2 separate regions of the Pan troglodytes genome follow, and region 1 is linked to region 2. The links are chromatin contacts, called in public HiChIP or PLAC-seq maps. All regions are on one chromosome and are shown on one strand. Each heading gives the region's core, a stretch centred on a gene start, on an enhancer-like site or on the middle of the called end of the contact. The rest is flanking DNA. Distances are from core to core; before and after follow the strand shown. Region 1 holds the start of CPT1A (carnitine palmitoyltransferase 1A). Region 2 holds the start of PPP6R3 (protein phosphatase 6 regulatory subunit 3).

Region 1 (5,843 bases), core at 498-2,997, 380 kb before region 2:
CCAGACAAGCGCAAGCAGGGGGACAAACCCCCAACTTCTAACCTCAAAGAAATGCAAATTAAAAGGAGAGATGAGAGATTCTTCCCTCCCCCACCCCTCCTTTTAGGATTGGCAAAGATTAAAATAATCCATAATCCGAGACAGGGCCCCGCTTGCACGCGCGGGTGGCAGTGGAAGTTGGTAAACTTTTCGGCATGGTAGCTTGGCCTGTGTCACCAAAATGTTGCACGTGCCTGGTTGCTTCCCCTCCAGGGATCTATCCTACAGGATAATCAGGAGCTCCAGGAGGTACATCGACGGCCAACGCAGCTTTTATTTATACCTGCAATGGTGGGGTGGGGGGCGGGGAGGAGGGCCTAATTGTCCAATGGGGGCCGCGTAAATGGATCACAGCATAGTCAAAGGAAATCTTATGCAGCCTTGGGAAGGCCGGTGGTCATCTCCGTCCCCCAACAGAGAACTGTCTACGACGTAAGCCAAGTGAAAACAATACAGCCTTACAGACAGCTTGCATCCTAGCCTTCCTTTAAAACAGCGAGCCCGGGAACCGCAGGGAGAGTTAACTGCAGCGGTGGTGGGGGGCGGGATCAAAGGAGAACTTTCATTTTCTCTTCTAAATTCTTCTGCGGTAACAACTAAATGATACAGAAAGAAGGATGGTTGCAAACATGGATTTTTTCATAACTAGAAGAAGTGGTCGAACTTAAAAAGAGCAGGGTTCATAAAAGAGGTTTAAAAGAGTCTTTGTTCATAACATCGGTGCATTTATGGAGCACCTGCTGTATGCAGAGCCGCCAGCTCGAGCCTGGAAGCATTGCGGGCAAAGATAGGGGAGGGGTGGCTCCCGGTCAGGAAGAGCCCCTTGGCCCTCCTGTTATGCTTGGGGCCCCTCTCCCTCCCCCTAAACCCCCTGGGTCCCCTGCAGCTGCGCTCGCCCTAGACTCCTGGGACCGGTGGATGTTCAGTTCCCGCTCCCGGCCCCTCTCCCGAGCTCCAGCACAAGGGTCTCTCGGTCGCTCTGCCCTGGGCTCCAGCTACTCCTCTCCCAGCACCTATTATGTTCTTGACGCTGGAAGAATTATTTTAGTAAATCTCACCAAAGCCCCCCAAGTGAGGCATTTTTATCCTAGCTAGATGAGGAGGAGCCACGCTGCCTCCGGATCGCGATGACTGCCAATCGTGGTATAAGGTCTGATTTGGGGCATGGGCTGTGGAATCAGATCTGGACCCAATGTCCGATCTATCACTTCCCCGCGCTTTTTTTTTTAGAGACGGGGTCTCGCTACGTTGCCCAGGCTGGCCTCGAACTCCTGGCTTCAAGCGACTTCCCGCCTCCCGAGTAGCTGGGATTACAGGCGCGCGCCACCACTCCCTGTGGATCGGTTGCTTCTCAGCTCGGTGATGTGGGGTAACTTATTTCCTGGCCCGCGACCCTTGTCTGCATGAAGGAGTCAGGGGTGAATACCATCAGTGGGTGCCTGGAGCATTACACGGGGCAATGCCGATAGATAAGTCGCGAGGATCAGCCAGGCACGGAGCTAAGCGATTTTATGCGCACGGCCTCCACGAGATGGCTCGTTTTACGGATGAGGAAACTGAGGCTCGGAGGGTGAGGAATCTCGTCCTAGACCCCATTCCGGCAGAGGTCGAGGACGCGAGCACCCGCGCGAGCCTCAGTTTCCCTCCCCTCCTAGCCCCGCGGACGCCCCGCCCCGCCGAGGCCCCGGGCCCGCCCTCCGCGCGCTGGGAGTCACCCGCCTGCAGGCGCCGCAGCCGGACCCGCCTCAGCCAATCCGCTGCTGCCGGCGTCGGGTGCGCTCGGCCTCGCCCGCGGCCCTCCTTCCCCGGCTCCCGCTCGCCGCTCGTTCACTCCACCGCCGCCGCCGCTGCCGCGCCGCTGCCGCTGCCGCTGCCGCACCTCCGTAGCTGACTCGGTGAGGCCCGGTCGCCCGCGGTGGGGAGGGTGGCGGGGCGGCCCTGCGGGTTGCGGGGGCCGGGGACGGGCGGGGCGCGGGGCTGCCGGGAACCGGAGCGGGTGGGGGACGCCGCCGGAACCGGGGCGCCGAGTGGAACCCCGGTATTCCCCCCGGACGGCGGGGTTGTGGAGATCCTGAACCCAGAAAGAGGCCGGGGCTCCCCATGTCCCCCAGGGGATTGGGTCTGAGGGTCCGCCGGGGGTCGGTCCATCCGCAGGCGGGTCCCGTGCGGCCGCGGGAGGGATGCTCGGCCCTCCGGACTTGGCTGGACGCCTCCGGCCCGGGGCCAGCGGGGCCACCGGCTCCCTTGTCTCCCACTCCTTAATCCGCCCCGGACTGGATTGAGTCTGAGGGTCTGCCCAGGGGTCGGTCAGCCTGCGGGTGGCCGCGGGAGGGATGCTGGACGCTCTGGATGCTTTCCAGGATGCCTTCGCCCAGGGCCAGTAGGGCCTCCGGCTCCTGTCCCTGCCCATCCCACCCTGGCTCTGGAGAGGATTGGGTCTGGGGGTCCGCCCGTGGGTGGGTCACCTACGGGCAGGTGCAGTGCGGCTGAGGGAGGGATGCTCGGCCCTCGGGATTCGGCAGGGCGCCGCTGACCCCATCCCAGCGTCCGTCTCCCCGGTCCCCCTCCCCATGCCCGCCCTCGCAGTGCAGCCGTCGGGACACGCCCTTGGCGCAGGGACTCCAGGCGCGGTCCGAGCGCTGCCGTGAGCAGGATGAGGGTGCCGGGCCCAGTGCCTGCTTGGGAGCGCCCCGCAGCCTCTCCCGTGCAGCGCTGGGTCAAGGGCAGGTGGGCGCGGAGCATGTGCCCAAGGTCGTGCCGGGCTGGGAGCGGCGGGGCCGCGGGAGGGTGGGGGTGTCACGTGGCCGTGCCCTGGCGAACTTGGCCTGCGAGCCCGACGGTGCGGTCAGGGCCACGCGGGGCAGCCCCTTCTCGGAGCCACCGCCGCGGCCAGCCAACAGCCGGCTTCTTTCGGTTTGTCAGGAGAGGCCATGGGTCAGCGTCTTTATAATGTAAATCCGCCCTTGGCTTTCGTTAAAGCCGCAGAACTCAAAGATGAGGGCCGATCTTACTTTAAAAAAAGAAAACAACTCAGAGAGTTAAAAATCCCAACTACCTACCAGGTTAAATACATAACAAAGTTAATATTCCCAACTCGGCACAGGCTTTCGGTTCCTCTCGGCTCCGTGTGTTATAAAATATTTAAGGGCAGATTTTAGTAGGAAGCTGGTAACTTTGTAAGTTACCGAATAAAATGAAAATCGGTTTTACCTTTTGCAACGTTGTATTTTGTTACACCATTTTCTTCCACAGGTGTCCGGTTTCTGGTCATTCCAGATATGCAAGCATGTTTATTTCATTCTAAGCCACAAACCGAGTGAATAAAAAATGGCTGAGCACTGGTCTTTTATTTATGCCAGGAAGCACCCCCACCCCCGGGCCTTTCCAAATTCTTTAAGGCGACTCTGACCGAGTGAACGTAGCAATAAATTGAGGACATTAGTGTCGCTGAGAATGCACACCGCTGAGGCCAGCGAACATCCAGCTGTCAGTTGGTCTGGGGACCATCAGCATTCACAGCTGGTTCTTTGGATTGGTTTTGCCTCAATACCAAGAGCCTGTGGACTGCTTTTCGCATGTAAATTACTGGTTTCCTTCCTGTGAAGCATTGCTAGCCTAGACCTTGCACTTGAACCCTATCTTAACGGTTGGAATCAAACAATAAAAAGGGCCAGGTTTGGGAGTGCACACACTTTGTTTCAAAGTGGCAGAAGTTGGCATCATGCACAGGCCAAAATAACGTTTCGAGTTGGTACTAAAAACAAGCCGCCTACCCCGGAGGGGAAGAGAATTAAACTGGGTCCCTTCCGATACTGCTGCGGCTGCTGCGTTTGGCCCCGGCCCCGGACCAGTGGTCACCGAGCGGTCAAGTTGGGCCTCCGGGGGGCCCTGGAACGAGGGCCTGCCCTTACCCAACCCTGGCCCCGAGTGCTCATTCATAAAAACACCGTCAGTTTTCACTGAGGCTTCACAGTGAGCCCCTTTTAGACGCGCCCTGGGCTCTTGAGCGCGGTGCCTGCGTTTCTGGCTCGTTGGATGCAGCATCTGTCATCAGAAGCACTGAGCACCGAGCTGTCCCCACAGCTGGGCACTGCAGGGCTCGACCTTCCCACGGAGAGGTGCGTTGCATTTCTCCCGCTGTCGCTGGGGTGGCCACAGGGACGCGCGCCAACTCGCTCCGGAAGGTCTCTGTGGGCACGGCGGGTGGAACAGGATCCGAGCGCCTGGGACGCGCCAGCCCGGGGGCGGGGCTGCTGCTGACCTTTCCCCTACTTTTCTCAGCCGTCACGTGACGCCGCCCGGGGCTTGGGGGAAGGGGCGGGGCGCGAAGCCGCAGTTGCTGGCGGTGCCCTTCCGAGGACGCTTTCCAAGCGAGCAATTAAACTTGCTGCCCGAAATCTAAAGGCGCAGGGGCGGTGGCAGCGGCGGCGGGAGGCGGAAACCGGAGCCTGCGCGGGCCAAGGGCTGCTTCTGCACTTTGATCGTTTGCATTTTTTCCTTTGTTGGAAAAAATGTTTAGTCACTCTGCATGGTTATTATTGGCAGGCCAGAATTCTGTTGCTGGTGGAAGCCTGAACTTGAATTCCGGAAGAATTGGTGCTTTAAGAATTAAAATGGCTGTTCGAGATTGTTTGTTTAAAGTGTGTTGGAGAGAATCTCTCGAGAATCTCTCTAACACACTTTAAAGAGGCCTCACTTGTCTTCTGCCAGTCTTGAGCTTTTCTTGTGAAGACTTTTGTTTTGTTTTGTTTTTACAAATAAGCGATATAAGCATACGATGCAAAGTTAAAGAGGCACAGATGGGCCCGGCCCCGTGGCTCACGCCTGTAATCTCAATGCTTTGGGAGGCCAAGGTGGGAGGATTGCTTTGAGGCCAGGAATTCGAGACCAACCTGGGCAACAGAGCCAGACCCCTGTCTCTACAAACAATTAGTAGGGCCTGGTGGAGTGCATCTGTGGTCCCAGCTACTCAGGAGGCTGAGGTGGGAGGATGGCTTCAGCCCAGGAGGTGGAGACTGCAGTGAGCTATGATTGCACCACTGCGCTCCAGCCTCGGTGACAGCCAGACTCTGTCTCTGTTTTTTGTTTTTTTTTTTTTTTTTAAAAGGTGCAGATACAGAGTAGAGTCCTTCTCACTTGGTTCCCCTCTCCAGATGCCACCACTATTACCAGTTTCTTTGACGACATGTACAGGATATGTTTTTTAAACAAATTGATTGCTTAACACAAGTAAGGACTTTTTTCTGCTTGCTAGCTTCAAATATTTGTTACCTTGTGTAAATTTCAACTTTTACCCCATCCAAATGTCAGGTGAAGGTTGGATCCCCAGCAGGCCCTGGGCTGAGGCCAGCTACCCTATTTGGGTATCTTGACGGCCTCAGAAGTGTCTGCCTTTGCCTTTTTTTTGGTGAGGATTGTTCTTCGGTCCAGGAACGTCTTTGGAAGTTAACAATGAAAGAAATCATGCTGCTGAGTGAGGCGTGCCTCTCCAGGGTGTGCAGGAGGGTCACGGTCACCTTGGAGGGTTGGGCAGTAGGGTGGGTACCGCTCTGCTTCCTGAGGGATATAGGTTAGGCATTGGACACCAAGTCCTTTATGTTAAGAAAGGAAGGCTTCATACTCCTGATGCGGGTGGTTTGTGGTACCCAGCCCAGGAGCCGGAGAGCCAGCCTGCATTCTTCCTGTTCCCTAAGCCCCCACATGCAGCCGGGGCTAAGTGCTGCTACTTCTTCCTAACTCACCCTTACATTCACCTTCCTCATTATTTCAGTGGCCCAGAGCAGACATTCAGATATGTGTTGAAG
Region 2 (5,882 bases), core at 1,766-4,265:
CAAGAGGCCAGATCTTTTTTTCAGTACAACATTAGAAAAAGTAGCAGCCAACACTGGGGTGCAGACCATAACTTCTAAGGACCAAGTCAATGCTGAGTTTTAGTTGAGCAGATAGAAGAGCTTTATTTTCACTATCATTTACTCTTATTTAGTAAAATATTGTAAAATTTTAGACCAAAACACACACACACACAAACACACACAGAGGCTGCCTCTCAAATACTGAAAATATAGAACTAGACGATGAAAGTTGTCATAGAAATAAAATACCGATCGTGACACTTGTTTTAAAGAGATGTTTATTTGTAACAAGCACATAATCTCTCTACCAAATAGGTGCAAAGCCCTATCTTTTTTTTTTTTTTTTTTTTTTTTTTTTTTTTCCTGAGACTGAGTCTCACTCTGTCTCCCAGGCTGGACTTGGCTCACTGCAACCTCCGCCTCCCGGGTTTAAGCGATTCTCCTGCCTCAGCCTCCCAAATAACTGGGATTACAGTCACACGCCACCATGACTGACTAATTTTTGTATTTTTAATAGAGACAAGGTTTCACATGTTGGCCTGGTCTCGAACTCCTGACCTTAAGTGATCCGCCAGCCTCGGCCTCCCAAAGTGCTGGGATTACAGGCGTGAGCCACCGCGCCCGGCCAAAGCTTTATCTTAAAAAGCTAGGCAACCTCATCCTGTCAATGTTACTTCTATTCATTTTCTGCTCAGCTATGGTCTGATTCTCAAATTCTCAATTAGTTCATTGAAACTAACAACTTTTTGCTTGTTGACTTTGCTTTGCTATACTTTACACAAAGGCTAGACTTCTAAACCGAAAACAATCTTCTTCCTGTCCTTAAGTTCCACCAGCAAGATACTCATCTCTACTTAAGACTGAGTCCATCAAAACACACATCTCCAATACAGCAAACCAAGTCCCAAGTAAACACAACAATACCAGGGGAAGGTGCACGCAAGGTTTCGAGCACCATGGAGGAGAGTATCGGGCAAGCGGTAAAGGATTGTGAGTTTATTTCTGACTGAGTGCAGGCATTTTGTTCAATGTTCTAGACTCCCTGACCAGACATGCTGAAGTGGAGAATACCTTCCAAAGTATCCCTCCAGGACAAAAGCTATTTCCCAAACTATCTTTGCTGAAGAATACTGCAATCCACGGCACCCTTACAGTCTTCAGTAACAAGGAGGACTACACTAAGAAACCCTAGTTACTGATTCGGGTGGCAGTCACCCAGAAACTAGTATCCAAAAGCACATGAGGAATAAAGCCCGACTTAAGCTTGTGATGGGCTTTTCTGTATTTAACCATCTCTTTAAACATTATGAGGTGCTACTACTCATTAATTACTCCGGTAAATGTTCCTAATTTAAGGAATGGTCAAAACCCCTGTTCTGAAAAAATTAAAATAACTTATAATTTTACTTTTTCGGCCCAACTGAGTCTTACACATAGCTTTCTAAAGGCAGTCACCAAGATTCGGGACTCAAATGCTCATCTGACTTCCCAATAGTACCTAAACATTTAAAAATCAAATTTAAATTAAACAATAATAGCCATCAACTAGCCTAACCACTAATCAGCCACTGAGGTGATTCTATGTGCCAGGCACGGCTCTAGCTGTTTTACATGTATTAGGGCAATTATCCTGACAAACTTATGGCTGGGACACTTATTATTATTCCCATACTACAGAGAAAAAAAAAGAGAAGCTGGGTAACTTGCCCAAGGTCACAGAGCTAAAAAGTGGTCACTGACTCCACTCCACAGTGAGGAAAACCCAACCACCACCATAACTGGGTCTCATACACTTGCTCAGTTCGGTGGTTGGAAACCTGGAGTCCCTGTCCCCCTTGAAGCCTATCTGCAACATGACCTTGAGGACAAAATCAAAGTAAACGTCCCACGAATAAAGGACACCACCCCGTCAACAAGTGCTGCGAGGATGAAAGGGAACGCCTGTCAAGCACCCCCTCCCATAAAAGCAAAACAGACCCAAAGCCCCACAGAGAAAATGTGAAGTACCAGGAAAATGACATTAAGTCACGCGGTTGAAACGTCAGGGCACGGAGGTACATCCAAAGACCCATCCCGTTCACCTATAATTAAAAAGTCCAAATTGTGATCACAGCCAGCAGGACCTCAACAGGAAACACCTCCAAGTAAACAGTGAATGGGCTTCTTTAAGAGGGAGGGACTTCAAGCCACAAGAAGGACCACCCACCCCCCCACCCCCGGCTCAAATACACCAGGGAGGCATTCGAGACAGTTTACATACAAGCCACCTCACAGGAGTTAAAAAGCCACTGGGAAGGGTACTGGGAGCCTCGGAACTGGCTGGTGTGGATCCCGATGACTCTGCGGCGAATTAACAGAAACCCACAAAACTTGTTTCCCGAAGAGCAGAGTCCAACAATGGTCTTCGCGACTCTTGACGGCGAGTTGCTGCCTCAACTTGACGCGCTCCCCGAGGCCCCCGGGAGGCCCAGCGGGAGCGGAGACCGGGCGCGGGCCGGGGAGGGGCGAGACTGCGGGCCGCGGCCGGCGGGCGGGAAGGCTGGAGCCAGAGCCGGGTCAGGGGCGCGCCTCGCCCGCCCGCCGCGCCAGGCCGCGAACGTCAACGAGGCACAAAGTTCGCCGCCCCGACCGCGTCCCGCTCCCGGCGCCCGTCTTGGCGGGGCCCCCGGCTAACAGGAGCGGACGGGGAGCGGCCGGGAAGGACTCGGCGCCGCGCCTCCCGGGCCCGCGGAGCGACGAATTCCGGGGGGGGAGGGGAGAGGGGCCGGGACGTTCCCTCCCTGAGCCGCCGAGGCCCAGGTGGAGGGGCCCCGCGCCTGCCCGCGCGCCTCGCACACCCCGCGCCGCGGCCTGCTCCGGCGCCTCCCCCACCCCCATTACCTGGAGGTGCCCACGACCCGCCGCTAGTTGCGCTCAGGCGGGAAACGCGCTCACCGACACCATCAGCGAAGCGCCCAAAATGGCGGACGTATCAAGCAGGCCTTGAGTTCCCCCCGCCCTCCCTCTGGCCGCCTCTCAGCCAATCGCGGCCCTGTCCCCGCCCCCAGCTCCAGGCTCATTGGCCCCTCTCTCCCGCCCCCTACTACCTATTGGATCGCCTAGCGGCTCCTTTGACTCCGTTCCGATTGGCCCGCAAGCCTCGTCAGTCAAGCGCGAGGGGCGCATTCTTTTCCCATGGACTTGACGGATCCGGAACCTCTAGGACCCCGGAGCCTGAGAAACAAATCAGAAACGGGGAGAAACCTGGCTGGGTCCCCCTACGCCGTAGCAACAGCAGGTCCTCCGCTTGACGGACGCTTCGGACCACCAATCCGAGTGGCCAATGCTTTTTAAAACTAAATTGAGCCAAGCCAATCATGGCCGTGGAGCCGGAGCCGTGAGGGAGCCAATAGGGTGGCGAGCTGGCCGGGCGGGGCGGGGGCGGCGGGGGACACCGGTGGTGACGTGAGCCACAATATGCGCCGGCTGCAAAGGTTAGGCCGAGCTAGGGAATCAGCTTAAGTGGAGAAGCGTTCGTTTAGTATGTGAGAGGTAACGGGATCGATGCCCGCATTCGCCGCAGGGGAATTTTATCAGAATGATTTCCCATTGCGGTCTCTTTACCCGAAAGAGGTGGCTGTCCTCGTAGCGGTGTCAAGGTGAGGGATCGCGGAATATCCCTACCTGTGACGCACCGCCAAGAGATAAGTGCCCTTGTCCTGGGGGAAGGATTTAGACGAGAACTTTTGGGGTTTGGTTTTGTTTGAGACGGAGTTTCCCTGTTGTCCCCCAGGCTGGAGTGCAGTGGTGCGACCTCAGCTCATTGCAACCTCCGCCTCCCAGGTTCAAGCAGTTCTGTCTCAGCCTCTCGTGTAGCTGGGATTACAAGCGCACGCCACCATGCCCGGCTAATTTTTGTATTTTTAGAAGAGACGGGTGTTTCACCATGTTGGCCAGGCTGGTCTCGAACTCCTGACCTCAGGTGATCCGCCCACCTCAGCCTCCCAAAGTGCAGGGGTTATAGGGGTGAGCCACCGCTCCTGGCCTGGGGTCTTTTTTGAGACAAGGTCTTGCTCTGTTGTCCAGGCTGGAGTGCGGTGGGGTGATCATGACTCACTGCAGCCTCCACCTCCTGGGCTCAAGCAGTCCCCCCACCTCAGCCTCCCGAGTAGCTGGGACCACAGGCACGCACCACTGGGCCCCGCTAATTTAATTTTTTGTAGAGACAGGGTTTCCGTGTGCACACGAGCTTCTAAATGCTCCCCCGGGCTTCCCGTTCCCCGCCATATCTGTGCCTCCCAGGTAGGACCGAGGTCCCGGACATCAGGACCCCCGCCCCAAGAGCCAGCCCGGGACACCGAGACAGCCCACGGTTAGACCCCATGCTAATAACCTGCCTTATTCCAAAATGGATTTGAGGCGCCTCTCAGAGTCCCATGAAAATCCACAGGAGGTCCCGGCGCGGTCACGCCTGTAATCCCAGCACTTTGGGAGGCCGAGGCGGGTGGATCACGAGGTCAGGAGATCGAGACCATCCTGGCTAACACGGTGAAACCCCGTCTCTACTAAAAATACAAAAAGAAAAAAAAAATAGCCGGGCGCAGTGGCGGGCGCCTGTAGTCCCAGCTACTCAGGAGGCTGAGGCAGGAGAATGGCGTGAACCCGGAAGGCGGAGCTTGCAGTGAGCCGAGATTGCACCACTGAACTCTAGACTCGACGACAGAGCGAAACTCTGTCTCAAAAAATAAATAAATAAATAAAAACAAAAAAGACTGGTCTCATAAGATTATGATATTGTAGTTGTACTGGACTTTTTTTTTTTTTTTTTTTTCTGAGATGGAGTCTTGCTCTGTCGCCCAGGCTGGAGTACAATGGGGTGATCTCAGCTCACTGCAACCTCTGCCTCCTGGGTTCAAGCAATTCTCCCTGCCTCAGCCTCCCCAGTAGCTGTAATTACAGGTGCATGCCACCATGTCCCACTAATTTTTGTATTTTTAGTAGAGATGGGGGTTTCACCATGTTGACCAGGCTGGTCTGGAACTCCTGACCTCAGGTGATCCACCCACCTTAGCCTCCCAAAGTGCTGGGATTACAGGCGTAAGCCACCACGCCCAGCTGTACTGGATCTTTTCTATGTTTAGATACACAAATATTTACCATTGTGTTACAGCTGCTTTCAGTATTCAGCACAGTAACATGCTGTATGGATGTGTAGTCTAGGAGCGATAGGCTATCCCATATAGCCCAGGTGTGTAGTAGGCTAGACCATCTGGGTTTGTGCTAAGTATACCTGTGATGTTTGCAAAGGACAAAATTGCCTAACGATGCATTTCTCAGAACACATCTCCGTTGTTAACTGTACTAAGCCATTTTATATACGGGACTTGAGAATCCTTGGGGGTCCCAGAAGCAATCTCCCACGGATACAGAGGGACAACTGTATCTACCAGCCCGTGTACGCGCCACGAAAAGTACTGTGCTTCTGGGGAGGCTGCAGACAGGGCAGACCTTTCTCACATTGATCCTGCTACTCAGAGAGGCATGGAGGAACATAGTCAAGCCGGAAGCCAGCCTGGGAGGTGTGCTCTGTGCGGGGGTTAGGGAGGGGATTCACAGGCTGATCACCTGGGCAGGGCGGGAGCGGCCATACCAGGGAGAGAGGCCGAGGCAGCAAGGTGGAAGGAGCACACCCCGTGGAAGGCAGGGTGGGGCTGATCTCAGGTCTGGGGCAACAGCACGAGAAGCAGGTGCAGAAGGGACCATGGAGGCTTTGGAAGCCAGGCGGAGGAACCTGGGTTTATGCTCAGACCATGGAAGCCAAGGAAAGCTTCCGGGCAGAAGAAGGGCTGGCCATACTCTAGAGAAGATGGCTGGAAGCGAGA

Evidence for each region. HiChIP or PLAC-seq counts read pairs in DNA pulled down with a chosen protein or histone mark.
Region 1: a contact with region 2 is called in an H3K4me3 HiChIP or PLAC-seq map of stem cell-derived excitatory neurons, with 5 times the contacts expected there. The contact joins the promoter of CPT1A here to the promoter of PPP6R3 in region 2. A contact is called at or near these places in 1 of 7 Hi-C or Micro-C datasets (stem cell-derived neural progenitor cells) and 1 of 1 datasets of contacts at active chromatin or transcription factors (stem cell-derived excitatory neurons).

The regions. Positions count from the first base shown.
Region 1 is chr9:70,884,016-70,889,858 of NHGRI_mPanTro3-v2.0_pri, reverse strand. CPT1A (carnitine palmitoyltransferase 1A) reads left to right here and starts at 1,747. Exons shown (of 19, transcript XM_016921421.4): 1 at 1,747-1,934.
Region 2 is chr9:70,502,466-70,508,347 of NHGRI_mPanTro3-v2.0_pri, reverse strand. It overlaps PPP6R3 (protein phosphatase 6 regulatory subunit 3), which reads right to left and starts at 3,015. Exons shown (of 24, transcript XM_001173771.7): 1 at 2,902-3,015.